4 separate regions of the Mus musculus genome follow, and regions 1, 2 and 4 are each linked to region 3. The links are chromatin contacts, called in public HiChIP or PLAC-seq maps. All regions are on one chromosome and are shown on one strand. The core of a region is the stretch at or near the end of the contact, and the rest is flanking DNA. Distances in the headings are between cores, read along the strand shown. Region 1 overlaps Maml3 (mastermind like transcriptional coactivator 3). Region 2 overlaps Maml3 (mastermind like transcriptional coactivator 3). Region 3 overlaps Maml3 (mastermind like transcriptional coactivator 3). Region 4 has its middle 35 kb from the start of Maml3.

The links. HiChIP or PLAC-seq counts read pairs in DNA pulled down with a chosen protein or histone mark.
Region 1: a contact with region 3 is called in an HNF4G HiChIP or PLAC-seq map of pancreatic cancer cells. The contact joins two enhancer-like sites. A contact is called at or near these places in 1 of 484 Hi-C or Micro-C datasets (bone marrow-derived DN2 thymocytes) and 6 of 115 datasets of contacts at active chromatin or transcription factors (bone marrow-derived macrophages, embryonic basal ganglia, embryonic hindbrain and 3 more).
Region 2: a FOXA1 HiChIP or PLAC-seq map of pancreatic cancer cells shows a contact between it and region 3. The contact joins two enhancer-like sites. A contact is called at or near these places in 4 of 484 Hi-C or Micro-C datasets (bone marrow-derived DN2 thymocytes, cerebellum, nephron progenitors and 1 more), 3 of 115 datasets of contacts at active chromatin or transcription factors (embryonic basal ganglia, embryonic midbrain and pancreatic cancer cells) and 1 of 9 other capture datasets (embryonic stem cells).
Region 4: a FOXA1 HiChIP or PLAC-seq map of pancreatic cancer cells shows a contact between it and region 3. The contact joins two enhancer-like sites. A contact is called at or near these places in 1 of 484 Hi-C or Micro-C datasets (bone marrow-derived macrophages), 2 of 115 datasets of contacts at active chromatin or transcription factors (embryonic basal ganglia and pancreatic cancer cells) and 2 of 9 other capture datasets (embryonic stem cells and liver).

Annotation. Positions count from the first base shown.
Region 1 is chr3:52,068,322-52,071,270 of GRCm38.p6, reverse strand. All of the region lies in intron 1 of Maml3 (mastermind like transcriptional coactivator 3), which reads left to right. Among named protein-coding and RNA genes, the nearest start is that of Maml3, 35 kb to the left of the region's middle. Within about 2 kb of position 1,255, at least 340 of the 459 cell types and tissues checked have an H3K27ac peak or open chromatin away from gene starts, as enhancers often do. A contact at or near this core is called in pancreatic cancer cells, where this site is marked.
Region 2 is chr3:52,087,168-52,089,867 of GRCm38.p6, reverse strand. The region is part of intron 1 of Maml3 (mastermind like transcriptional coactivator 3); the gene reads left to right. Among named protein-coding and RNA genes, the nearest start is that of Maml3, 16 kb to the left of the region's middle. Within about 2 kb of position 1,342, at least 349 of the 459 cell types and tissues checked have an H3K27ac peak or open chromatin away from gene starts, as enhancers often do. A contact at or near this core is called in cerebellum and pancreatic cancer cells, where this site is marked.
Region 3 is chr3:51,887,459-51,890,290 of GRCm38.p6, reverse strand. The region is part of intron 1 of Maml3 (mastermind like transcriptional coactivator 3); the gene reads left to right. Among named protein-coding and RNA genes, the nearest start is that of Gm46803, 180 kb to the right of the region's middle. Within about 2 kb of position 1,305, at least 120 of the 459 cell types and tissues checked have an H3K27ac peak or open chromatin away from gene starts, as enhancers often do. A contact at or near this core is called in cerebellum and pancreatic cancer cells, where this site is marked.
Region 4 is chr3:52,139,105-52,141,804 of GRCm38.p6, reverse strand. No RefSeq gene overlaps it. Among named protein-coding and RNA genes, the nearest start is that of Maml3, 35 kb to the right of the region's middle. Within about 2 kb of position 1,449, at least 64 of the 459 cell types and tissues checked have an H3K27ac peak or open chromatin away from gene starts, as enhancers often do. A contact at or near this core is called in pancreatic cancer cells, where this site is marked.

The sequences.
Region 1 (2,949 bases), core at 6-2,505, 180 kb before region 3:
CTTCTCTCTCTCTCTCTTAATAACATTTATTTAGCTTGTGTGTGTGTGTGTGTGTGTGTGTGTGTGTGTGTGTGTATCCCACAGTGTGCATTTGGAAGGCAGAGGACAGCCTTCAGGAGTCAATTCCCTCTACTGTTCAGCTCCTGGGCATCAAACTCAAAGCAGTCAGTCTTGGTGGCAAGTGCCTTTACCAGCTGAGCCAAGTAGCTTTCTTCTCAAATATGAACTAATGACCTCAGATGTTGTGTGGTGTGCTTACAAAACCTGTTCTACTCCTGTGCTAACCTGAGACGATTGTAACTCTTTGGAGATCTGGCTGTAATTTAGAAACTTTTAACGTGTACCTTTGTGGGACTTGGAGGGGAAAAATTTGATTTGACCAATTTCTGTCATCTGTCAACTTAGATGTATTTTGATTTCTAAACAGAACTGTGGAAAAGACTTCTTTCTAATTGGGAATGCCTTGCTTTGTTACCTAGGAAACACCTGATTGTTTTCTTAGGGAAATATTCTGCAAATTAGACTTTTAAAGGTCTGTATTAAAAATGCGCATAAAACATAAAGCTACATTTGAAACTAGCTTTCGGCTTAAAAATTAGGTTTCTGTGTGGTCAGCAGACAAGTCAGAGAAGCATCGTCTGAAGGAAGACAATAGCCTGGGTTTAAGAAAATTCAGTGTTTGGATCATTGTCATTAGCCTCACAAATGTTTGCTTTCAGGTTGTAGTAAAGAAAATCGAAGATAATGGCTTTGCCCCTAACTCCCATTTTTCTTGTATTAAGATCTAAGACCTACCTCAGTTCACATGAGACAGAGCCCCAATTTTTGAGAACAAACTGTAGAACTTCTAAATTTGAGGAAGAAACTGACCCTTTTTAAAAAGACATATTCCAGTGAAAACCAAAGGCAGCCAGAGCCTGGACCTCTGGATGTGTCAAGGAGCCTCACCTACCTCGGGTGTCTAGCATGTCCTCGCAGGGACCTGTTGGTGGTCTGTGCAGCCACAGGGAACCTTACACGAAAGGCACCTGTGCTTGCTAAAAATCTGCTCCGAGAGTGGAAAAGCAGATCCAAAATGCTAATCCTTTGTCATTGGTCACAGTCCCTCGACACTTCTTTACCAGCTAACTGCTACTGATTCAATTTGGCCAACTGTGCTTAGCTTCCTTAAAACCTGCCGCAGTTTCGGTTGAGTAAAGCGGTGATTCATTTCCTGCCCCGTGGGGTGTCAGCCAGCTCTAATGGTTTTGTCTGCAAGAGCCCACAGCTGCCCAGGATGGCGGGAGGGAAGCAGTGGGGCTAGCGCCTGGGCTTAGAGCGGCACTTTCCCGCGGCATCGGGAAGGGATTGAACCCAGGCAGTCGATTCAGGTTGATCATTTGGTTTTGTAGAACATACGTCCTCTTGATTTCTCCTGTCCGTCAGGAGCGCAAGAGAACAAGCAAGAGAAATGTTCTCTGTGTGGGTGTCTTTCCCAGGAGAGCGCCCGAGCGACACTTCAGATCTCGTTTATGCAGCATAGCTTGATTAATTTGGCTGGTTGTTCAGAATATGTAGCCATTGTAGTACAGCTCTAGCTTGCTTTCTCTCTCTCTCTCTCTCTCTCTCTCTCTCTCTCTCTCTCTCTCTCTCTCTCTCTCTCTCTTTCTTTTTTTCGTCCCTGGTCCCTGAGACAGGATCTTACTGCGTATTTCTAGCTGTCCCTGAACTCACAGAGATCTACTTGCTTCTGCCTCCCAAATGCCACCACGCCCAGCCGCCCGAATACAGCCTTTTGTATTGTGTGAAAGTATCAGCAAAGAGAAAGAGATTTTCAGTCTTGTGTTTAACCTCTTCAGGACGGTGTTTTTATTTTCGGTTTTAAATTACACTTATTTATTTTAGGGGGCACTCACTACAGAGGTCAGAAGACAAGTTGGTTTTATCCTTGTACCATGTAGGTTGTCCTGGGAATCAAACTCAGCTCCTCCCGCTTGGCGGCAACCGCCTTTACTTGCTTAGCCATTTTGTAGTCCCATCTTGTTTGTTTCTGTGGAATCAGCTTTTCTGAATCTCAAGGAAAGAATAAAATAACAAGAAATGCTGTCAGCAAACCAGAGTGTTGCAGGTTGGATGGTTAGAGTTCAGAGTTGGCACATGTTTCTCCATCACTTTTCTTTCAAAGTAAGGTGAATCAGTACCCATTTTCTGGATTAAAATAGACACGTGAATGTGTGTCTCATTTGCATATTTTGCGGGAAAATTTGTTAGGTTCAAATGCAAAGTTCAAAAGGATGATATTTGCTTTGTTAAGAAATCAGTTTGGGGCTGGAGGGATGGCTCTGCAGTTGGAGCACTAACTGCTTCCCAGCACACAGGTGGATGTTACCAAACGTCTGATGCTGTTCTCCAGCTTTGGAGGGTCCTCATGTGCACAAGCCCTCCCCATTTCATGCACACGTTTTTAAAAGCATATTTATGTGTGTATATATATATATATATATATATATATATATACACACACACACACACACACACACACACACATATGTGCCTTTAAAGGCACATACATATATGTGAATTTTAATTTTGCAAAATAGTTATTTTACTATCCATCTAATAATGAATTGTCACACACACACATATATATATACATATATATTTACCTTTTCCAGAAATATCTCAGTTCAAAAATTGGATATATTTACATTTTGCACCTGTTTTTAGTTTCAGTCAAGGAGTATTTTGCACATGTTTAGAGTCCCAAAGAAGTGAACTTCCACACTTGTTCTTGAGTCTGAACATGAATGCCAGTGTCAGCTGAGGAGACCATTCCTCCCTCGAGCTATACTGGAGATGGTCTTTCACATTCATTTCACAGATGCAGGGTTCTGTTGGTGGAGACATTCACTCTGTGCATTCATTGGCATACTCAGTTAATTGTACTACGGCATCTTTCCCCCCTTACCC
Region 2 (2,700 bases), core at 93-2,592, 200 kb before region 3:
GGCAGAGCGCCTGCTTAGCATGCAGGAAGCGCTGGTCCGGTTCTGAGCACTGTATGAAACCCGCCATATTGACATACATCTCTGGTTGGCGCTTAGGAGGTACAGGCGGAAGACCAGGATTATCACTGGCTATCTGTTGAGTTCCTGTCCCTCCTGGGATATATGAGACCCTGTTTCTAAAAGAAAATATGACAAAACAACACATGAGAAGGCTGAGAACTTAAGAGCTGTTTCTTCAGAGGACCCTGGTTTAAATCCCAGGACTGACATGATGGCTCACAATCTGTATGTAACTCCAGTTTTAGGGAGTCTGATGCTGTCTTCCGGCCTCGGGCACTGCATATACTTAGTGCATATACATACATTCAGGCAAGGCACTCACACATAAAATAAAATCTAAGAGACAGAGACAGACAGAGTGAGAAATAAGAGAGGGAGGAAGAGAAAGAGGGAGGGAGGGGAGAAGGGAGAGAGCACGAGACTCCTAAAGGCAAAGACTAGATGGTTGGGCATTCCACTGTCTTTAGTTTTTCTATGGTTTTTTCCTTGGTGAACCAAATCAAGCCCTTATCCACAGTGGGGATCGTCATGATCTTGGGGGAAGAGACAGAGAGGATCTAGCTGGAATATTCTGGGAGAGCATGCCTTATTGGGAGGGGCTTTTTGACGAGTTCTGCTGAGGAAGAAAATGACTGTCAGGTGTTTATAGGCGAACCAATCTGTCTTCGCCTTTGGCGGCTCTCAGCAGCAGGGTCTCCACACAGTGACTAGAGAATTCTTTGAAGTGGGTACTCCCAGAGAAGAAAGGGATGAGCCAAAAGGTTTGGGTCTCCCTATAAATTAAACCCAGCGTCAACAGGGATCAGAGCAAGAAACTTTAAGTGTCCAGTTTTCCCTTCTGTCCACACGGTCCCTTCCACTCCCTTCCTCCGTGCCCTGTGAATAAATAGCAAGTAGGTTTGGTGTTCATTACTCTTTTGCCGTGAAGACAAAGGTGACTCATCAGGCTAAATCGGAGATGGGGGGGTGGGGGGGTGGGGAGGATACCATTTTTCTCGCCGTGTACCAAGCTAGGTTACACGGAAGTGAATTCCCAGAAAAGTCGTAAAATAGTGAAGTAATCCTAAGACAGATACGGGGTCGACAGCTACAGGCACAGGCCCCTGAAGACAGGCCTCTGTGTTGTGGCGAGACAATACTGCTGACCATATGGTCTCATGGCAGGCCGGTTGTGGAAGTCAGTGGCTGCCTTTTGTTTGGGGAACTCTCTCAGCCATGGGTCTGTGGGAGCTCTCAGTGACTTCCTGTCTCCCTGGCAGGCATGCTCTTGGCCCCGGGCCAGGCTTGCTGTACTATTGCAGTCTCAGGCCAAGCCCAGCAGCTTGCATTTGGTAAGCAGTCATTGCTCCTGACTTTGGTCACTCAGCAAACCGTTTGTCCCACAAATACACACTAGGACCTTTTTTTACACGATATCTCCGTGGCAACTATTACAAAGAGAGCATTTTTTTTTTTTACGTACAACCTAATTAATTGATAAATGTATAGAATCCTGGATACTCAGTATTCCTGGTGAAAGTGAGAGTCGTTTGTATTTTTTCAGAGCCCTTTTCAAGTTGCTTCCCTACTCCTAAGGCTCAGCTAGCTAAGACTGGCTCGGATGCTAGAGGCAGGGCTCCTGCTACAAAAAAAGAGAGAGTCGCCATCTATCCAGTTTTTACATAGGGCTAAAACAGGCCCTATGCTTAGCCTGGGTCTATTTTTTGAATGTGTGAAGCCAGCATGTGTGTGTGCATAAAAAGGCTGATTAACTCCACTTTCCTCTGAAGCCTCTCCTCTGCCACTGTGCTGACTCTTCCCAAGACCAGGGTTTCTCCGTCTCCCTGAGTCCTGGATGTCTCTGATCACTGTTGGTTAGGGCCACCCACCCTGGCTCCTTTTCTTTGCTCCCCCAAATATGGAAATGATCCCCAAAAGAACACATGGCCCTGGGAAAGGTTCTTTCAAACACAGCAGAAGGCGAGACCCAGCGAGGCTCACACTCCAGGAGGGGAGGCTGTAGCCTGGGCTATTGTGCCCGTGAGGGAGAATATTTTTATTCCAGGAACTGCATGCATGGAGGAAATGGATACCACTCACACTTTGATTGAGGAACACCAAAAAGCTCCATGTTCTTGGTCTCTAGGAAGTCTTCGTCCTTCTCTCATATGTATGTATGTATCTGTGCTTGTCTGTGTGTGTGCATGTGGAGGCCAGAGGTGGGTGTTCGGTATCACCCTCCATTGCTTTCTTCTTCCATCTTGAGGCAGGAACGTCGCTACCACTGTCTAGCCAATCAGCCTGCTCCAGGAATCACCTGCCTCCACAGAGTGCTGGGACTACAAGTGGGCTGTTACATCCACTGAGCCTTTACATGGGCACTGGGGATTTGAACTCTGGTCCTTATACTTCTGTGGCAAGGGCTTTACCCCCTAAGCCATTTCCTAGCTCCTATGAAACCTTTTGGTGTAGAACACCTATGAAGGTTGATTTGGTTATGATGTTGGGATAAATCTATTTCTTTTCCTCATGAAGAAATGTCATTTCAAGGCCAATGCTGCTGTCTCTTGTATGAATGTATGTATGTATGTATGTCCTACTAATGACTAATCGGAGATTTTTATTTACACATTGGGCTGTGCTATGGGAATTGATATATTT
Region 3 (2,832 bases), core at 56-2,555:
TTTGTCCAAGGCCAGGTCAGAAGTAACAGACAGCTAGTGCAGGTCTGAGGGAGTCCTATGCTACTCCTGGAACTCTGTGCTACTCCAGTGCCCTAGGTAGGCCTCAGGATTGAATGCTATATTCTGAGTGCAGCTGAGCAATCTGCAGATGCTGGATGCTGTCATGGGCAGCAAGGCAGCAGGGATGACCAGAGTCCCACCCCTGCTCCCTGTTCCTGAACCCCTCACTAGCACAGCTTCCTCCTGTACCCATATGCAGGAGCTGCTTGGCAAATGCTGACGACAGCACTTCAGCTCCATCCTGGCTCTGTCCCCTGTGCCAGGAACCTTGGGGAACAGACAGGGATTTGGCAAGATTCCTAGGAAATGGATGGCGCCCCAGTGAGCATTGTGGATAGCGTTCCCCAGTGTTGCCAGACACAAGGCACTGCTGTTTCTCGCTCCTCCTAGAGAAAGGAGGGCCATTTTGGAGCAGGGTTTTAAATGGAATAGAGGGGAAAGCAATCCAATTCCCGGCATGCTCAGAACTTCATAACACAGGGAAGAATTCACCTTCCTAAAACTTCTTCTTGGGTGAGAAGTAAGGTAAATCTGGGGCCTAATTCCCCTGATTTTTCAGACTTAGCGTAGGTAGAAAACAGATCCATTGCCTTATTGACTGGTATCATTAATTCGAGGTTAGGGACCCGCAGGCCTCTCTGGAGCAGGCTCGCCTTCTCCTGCCTGCCTGCATATTACCCCTCTATCATTTTTACTCCCTCTCTGACTCCTTTGATATGGTAATGATCTTGCACAAGAAAAGCCATTTTTATGTGAGTGCTTAAGGAATTAAAGGTGAGAGAGAAGAGGCAGGGTGTTCAGAAAAATGACAGATCGTCATTAAAATCTAAGTTAGTGTAGCCCCTGTGATGACAAAGCAAGCTAGCAGGCCAAAGGGAGCTACAGGGTAGGACAGGCGGGTGCCTCTGGTGAGCATGGGGGACAGTGTTACTAACTGGCTGGCTTAGTGCTCTGCTGCTGATGTGCGCTTGCTCGCGCATTGATTTCCCTCTGCCCTCCACAGACCTGGCTGCAGTTAAGCCTTGTGTCCTCCACGTGATGCTGAGCCGAATCAGATTTTCCTTTTAGTTGTTCGATCACATTTTCCTTCCTCGAGCTTAGAAAGGCACACTTGGGACTATATAGTAATTGCCTCCCCACACCGAACTGCTGATACCTTTATTGGATTGGCATAGGGTTTCAGAGGACTGTGTTTAACAGGCAGTGAGCCGCAGCAATGCAAACAGCTCCGGTGTTTAAACAAGCATCCATTAGGCCAGGAAACAAGGCGATGCCAGACCATTTGGTGCTCTGTAATACTGGTGGCTTGAGGTGAGCTGTGAGCCGGGCAGCTACGCCCCACTTTGGAGCCTGACAGGATGGGCTCCAAGGGGAAACGCAGGATTCCCAGTGTTAGAGATGGAGCCCATTCGCCCCAGGTTTCTAGAAGAGGAAGGTGAAAGGGGAGGGGACTAGAAGTGTTGTGGCTAGGGACACGTGCAAAACTCATTAATATCTCATTATGTTAGAATTGCCAACTCCCCACAGATTGGCTTGAACACCGGCAGTGGCAAAGAACGGACTGGAGGAAAGCGCGCCCCCCCCTCCTTTTTGCAAGCCCCAGCAAGCCCCCCCCCCCCCCCCCGCTTGTTTTGCACCAAGGGAGTGGTGGTGTTGAATTTGTGAGGGAAGGCTGTGAGGAAAACCGCACAGGAGCAATAGCAAGCTGCTTGAGGGAGGGAGGCAGACAGAAAACTGTGGTTTGTAAATACACAAAGTGGCCAGCTTCTGTGTGCCAGCCAGAAGGGGGAGGGGATCCGAGCAAGCCAGAGGCTGGGAAACCCGGCATTGCAGCATCCACCGGGGCCATCCTGAAGCCTGGAGGTGGGGGAGGGGTTAGGACTTGAGGGGAGCAGTGTGAGAAATGGGGAAAGGGCTCTGAACTTCTAAGGGTCGGGAAGAAAATGAGGGGTAAACTGGATCAAAAGGAGAAGAGAGGGCAGCAGGGTCCAGCCAGAGAAAGTTGGGGAACTGTGTTCTCAGGTGCCTCAGTTGAGTAAGTAGAGCACAGAGAAGATTCTAGAGCAGACAGACGGTCTGCCTTGCCTGTTTCCAACTGCAGCCTAACTGAGCCCAAATCAGCCCAGTCTCGATGAGGGTTAAGTACTCCACCCTCATGGTAGCTCTGTGGCCATGCCCTAGCCCAAGCTTAATTCCTGCACAGCATTTATCGTTCATCGGTATACTCCAGGATGCCAGCTCTGGGGTTGGAGCCTTAGAGATGGGAAGTTGGAGCCATGCACCTCAGACAGCAAGGTCCCTGCAGACCTTTAATTTTGCTGTTAAAGGGTCAGCTGTTTCTGTCTTCTTGGATGCATCTGTACCCTCCCTCCCTCAACAAGAGGCAATTCTGTAACAAGGTGTGCCAAAGTGTAACAATTGGCCTGTAGATTATTGTAGGGAAACACCTTAAAGTCATTTTATTAATATTCTTTCAGACTATTCATTTCTGCTTTTTGTTTTTGAGAGTATTTCCTTTCTTTTATTTTTTTCTTTCTTTTCTTGAGATGGAGTTTCAAATATACCAGAGTAGGCTGGAACTCACTGTCTATCCTAGGATCCCATGCCTTTAACTCCTGAGTTCTGGGATTCCATTCCTGCTTTATGCAGTGCTAGGGAAGGAACATGGAGCCTCATACACGTTGAGCAAGTGCTCTACCCACTGAGGTCTAGCCTAGGGGTAAGGTCTGGAGTGTCCTGGCTTGCTCAGGAAGGAAGGTGTTATTTAGGGAA
Region 4 (2,700 bases), core at 200-2,699, 250 kb before region 3:
ATGGCCATCCCTTCAATTGAGTTATTCCCTGAAGCTATCTCAAGAGAGGAACCATTTTCTTTTCAAAGCAGAGGCACATAATGAATGTAACCCAGGCTGGCCTCTGACTTGTGACCCTCCTCCTTCACTTCTTGGGTGTTGAGGTTAAACGTCTGTACCTCTCAGCCTGGCTGGAGAAGTAGTTCTGAATACCGCCCTTCTTCCTGGAGCGTCCATGTTGGGTCCACACCAACATTGTACTCTGGCCCCTCATATAGTGCAGTCTACAGGTTTTGCATTTCCACACATAAACTGGGGTCGAGCTTAGACTCTTCAGGTTTAACGTGAGTCTAACAGGGCCTTTGCAGACACTCTCTGTACACACAGGACAGATGCAGGACTGGGCAGAAGAGGCCCCACGCATCAAGCACCACCCCGAGGAGATCCAAGTGCTGATTTCTCTTGTAATCTGCAGACATCTTGGCATCACCACTTTTGCCTTTGAACTTCCTGCTGTCTTATCATACTTCCAGAAGGGCTGTCCCTTCATGGAAACCACTAGGTTCCAATATCTCCATTTTCTTCAGCGTGCCTGCCATCACCCTGCGTGGGTTTGGGGGACATGTCAGACTGCACGGAGATTTGAGAGATCTGCCAGTCTACAACAGTAGAAGGCAAAGTCACATTACAGATTAAAGTTCCTGGCAGTTCATCTCCTCCTGTGGTGACCTTTGATGATCCTCAGGAATCACATACCTCCCTTAGATGGGACTACCCACCCTTCGGCTCTCCATCACCTCCCTTCACTTCAGGCGTGAGCACCATCGCCCATGCTGGTCGCTAACTTAGGGTGCATCCCACTGGCCTCCCTCTTTTTGCTGTCTAGATGCCCACTTCCCTCAGGAGCTCTCACAACCATTCTGCCCTGTCTCTAAGCCTCTGACATTGTCTCTAAAGTCTGCGAGGATCAAAACCCAAAATGAGGTTGGGGAGACAGCAAGTAGCAATTACATATGGAGATGTTTGGCATGGAGCTAGGAGCTTCATAGACACCAGCTTTAATACTCAGCACAGTTAGGATGGGTAGGAAGCTCTTGTACTGAACTGTACACAGTGTGTGTGTTGCTCACGGTCTCACGGCTGCTTAGTAGGTAAACTGAGTGCTGTACACAGCCCCGGTCTTTCAACCTCATAGCTGCTCTGCTTTGTCCTCCCATTGTGGCCCAGACTAGGCTTTTTGCTTTGCTCAAGAGTGGGTGTGTGGAATAAATCTGTCGCTATCTCTCAGATACCCTCCGTGACTCGCTGGCCTGTTCATTGTTCTGCAGATAGATCAGCAAGGATAAACCGTGTTTCAACATAAGCGAGTGTTTGCAAAACACCTTTTCCTCCTCTGCTGGGTCTCGCTCAGAGAGAGCTAGATGCTGCCAAGACTGAGGAGCGAGTGCACATGACTCATTCACAGCCTGCCAGGCAGGCTTCGCGGTGGGACTTCACATGTCGGAGGCACGGCGGCAGCTCTGTGATCTGCTGCACAGAGAGCCGGAGGAGGCAGCCCTGCGGAGGTGACAAACTCAGAGTCCACATGCGGGTGCCTGCCTTTACCCTCCCCAAAATACTTCACTGTCATTGTGTAGATAACAGTGACCCCATGGCGAAAGATGGCTCAGAGAGGTCTATTTCTTCTTGAGTTTAACAAATAATCAAACATTGTCATGCTGTGTGTATGTATGTGTGTTCATGTGTGTAGGTACGAATGCATGTGTGTTCATGTGTGTAGGTACGAATGTGTGTGTGCTTGTGTCTATACATATGCATGCATGTCTGTGTTCATATGTGTAGGTACGAATGTGTGTGTGCTTGTGTCTATACGTATGCATGCGTGTCTGTGTTCATGTGTGTAGGTATGAATGCATGTGTGTTCATTTGTGTAGGTACGAATGTGTGTGTGCTCGTGTCTATAGGTATGCATACGTGTTTGTGTTCATGTGTGTAGGTGTGACTGTTCCTCTGTGTAGGTATGAATGTGTGCATGTGTAGAGGCCAGTCGTCAACGTTGGCTGTCTTCCTTAATCATTTCTTCATCTTTTTTTTTTTTGAGACAGAATCTCTCACTGAACTAGCTCACTGCCAGTGAGCTCCAGGAATCATCTCCTCTCTGCCTCCCTAGGGCTGAGATTACAGACCCATGCTGCTGTGGCCTGGTTCTGTGTGGGTGCTGGCCGTCTGGACGCAGGCCCGCATGCTTGCATAATAAGCACTTTACACTGATCTGCTGCCCTCCTAGATTGTTTTAATCTCAAGGGAAAGCTATAGTTGGGTTTTACAAACATTGGGTGGCAGGTTGTGGGGTGGGAGGTGAGTTGGTCGGACACTATCCGGCACACCTAGAATAGGCTTTTCTTCTTTGTTTTTTTTTCCCCCTAGTACTGGGAATAGAACCCAGGGCCTAAGCGATCACTCTGTGACTGTACTGTCTCCAGGCCAGTGACACGTTCTTATTTAGGGTCTGGTCAGAGGATAGCAGCCCAATCCTTCAGTGGCACAGACCCTTCCCCTGCACGGATGGTGATGCCTCCCCACCCATTTGGGTCTGGATCCCCTCAGCACCCCTCACACCGTCTCTCCAACCCTTATCTGTGGGTTTGTTTTTTATCAGACCCTGATTGGGAAAGCCAAGGCCAGCACCCCATGTCCTCAGGACAACGTGTCACCTCTGTT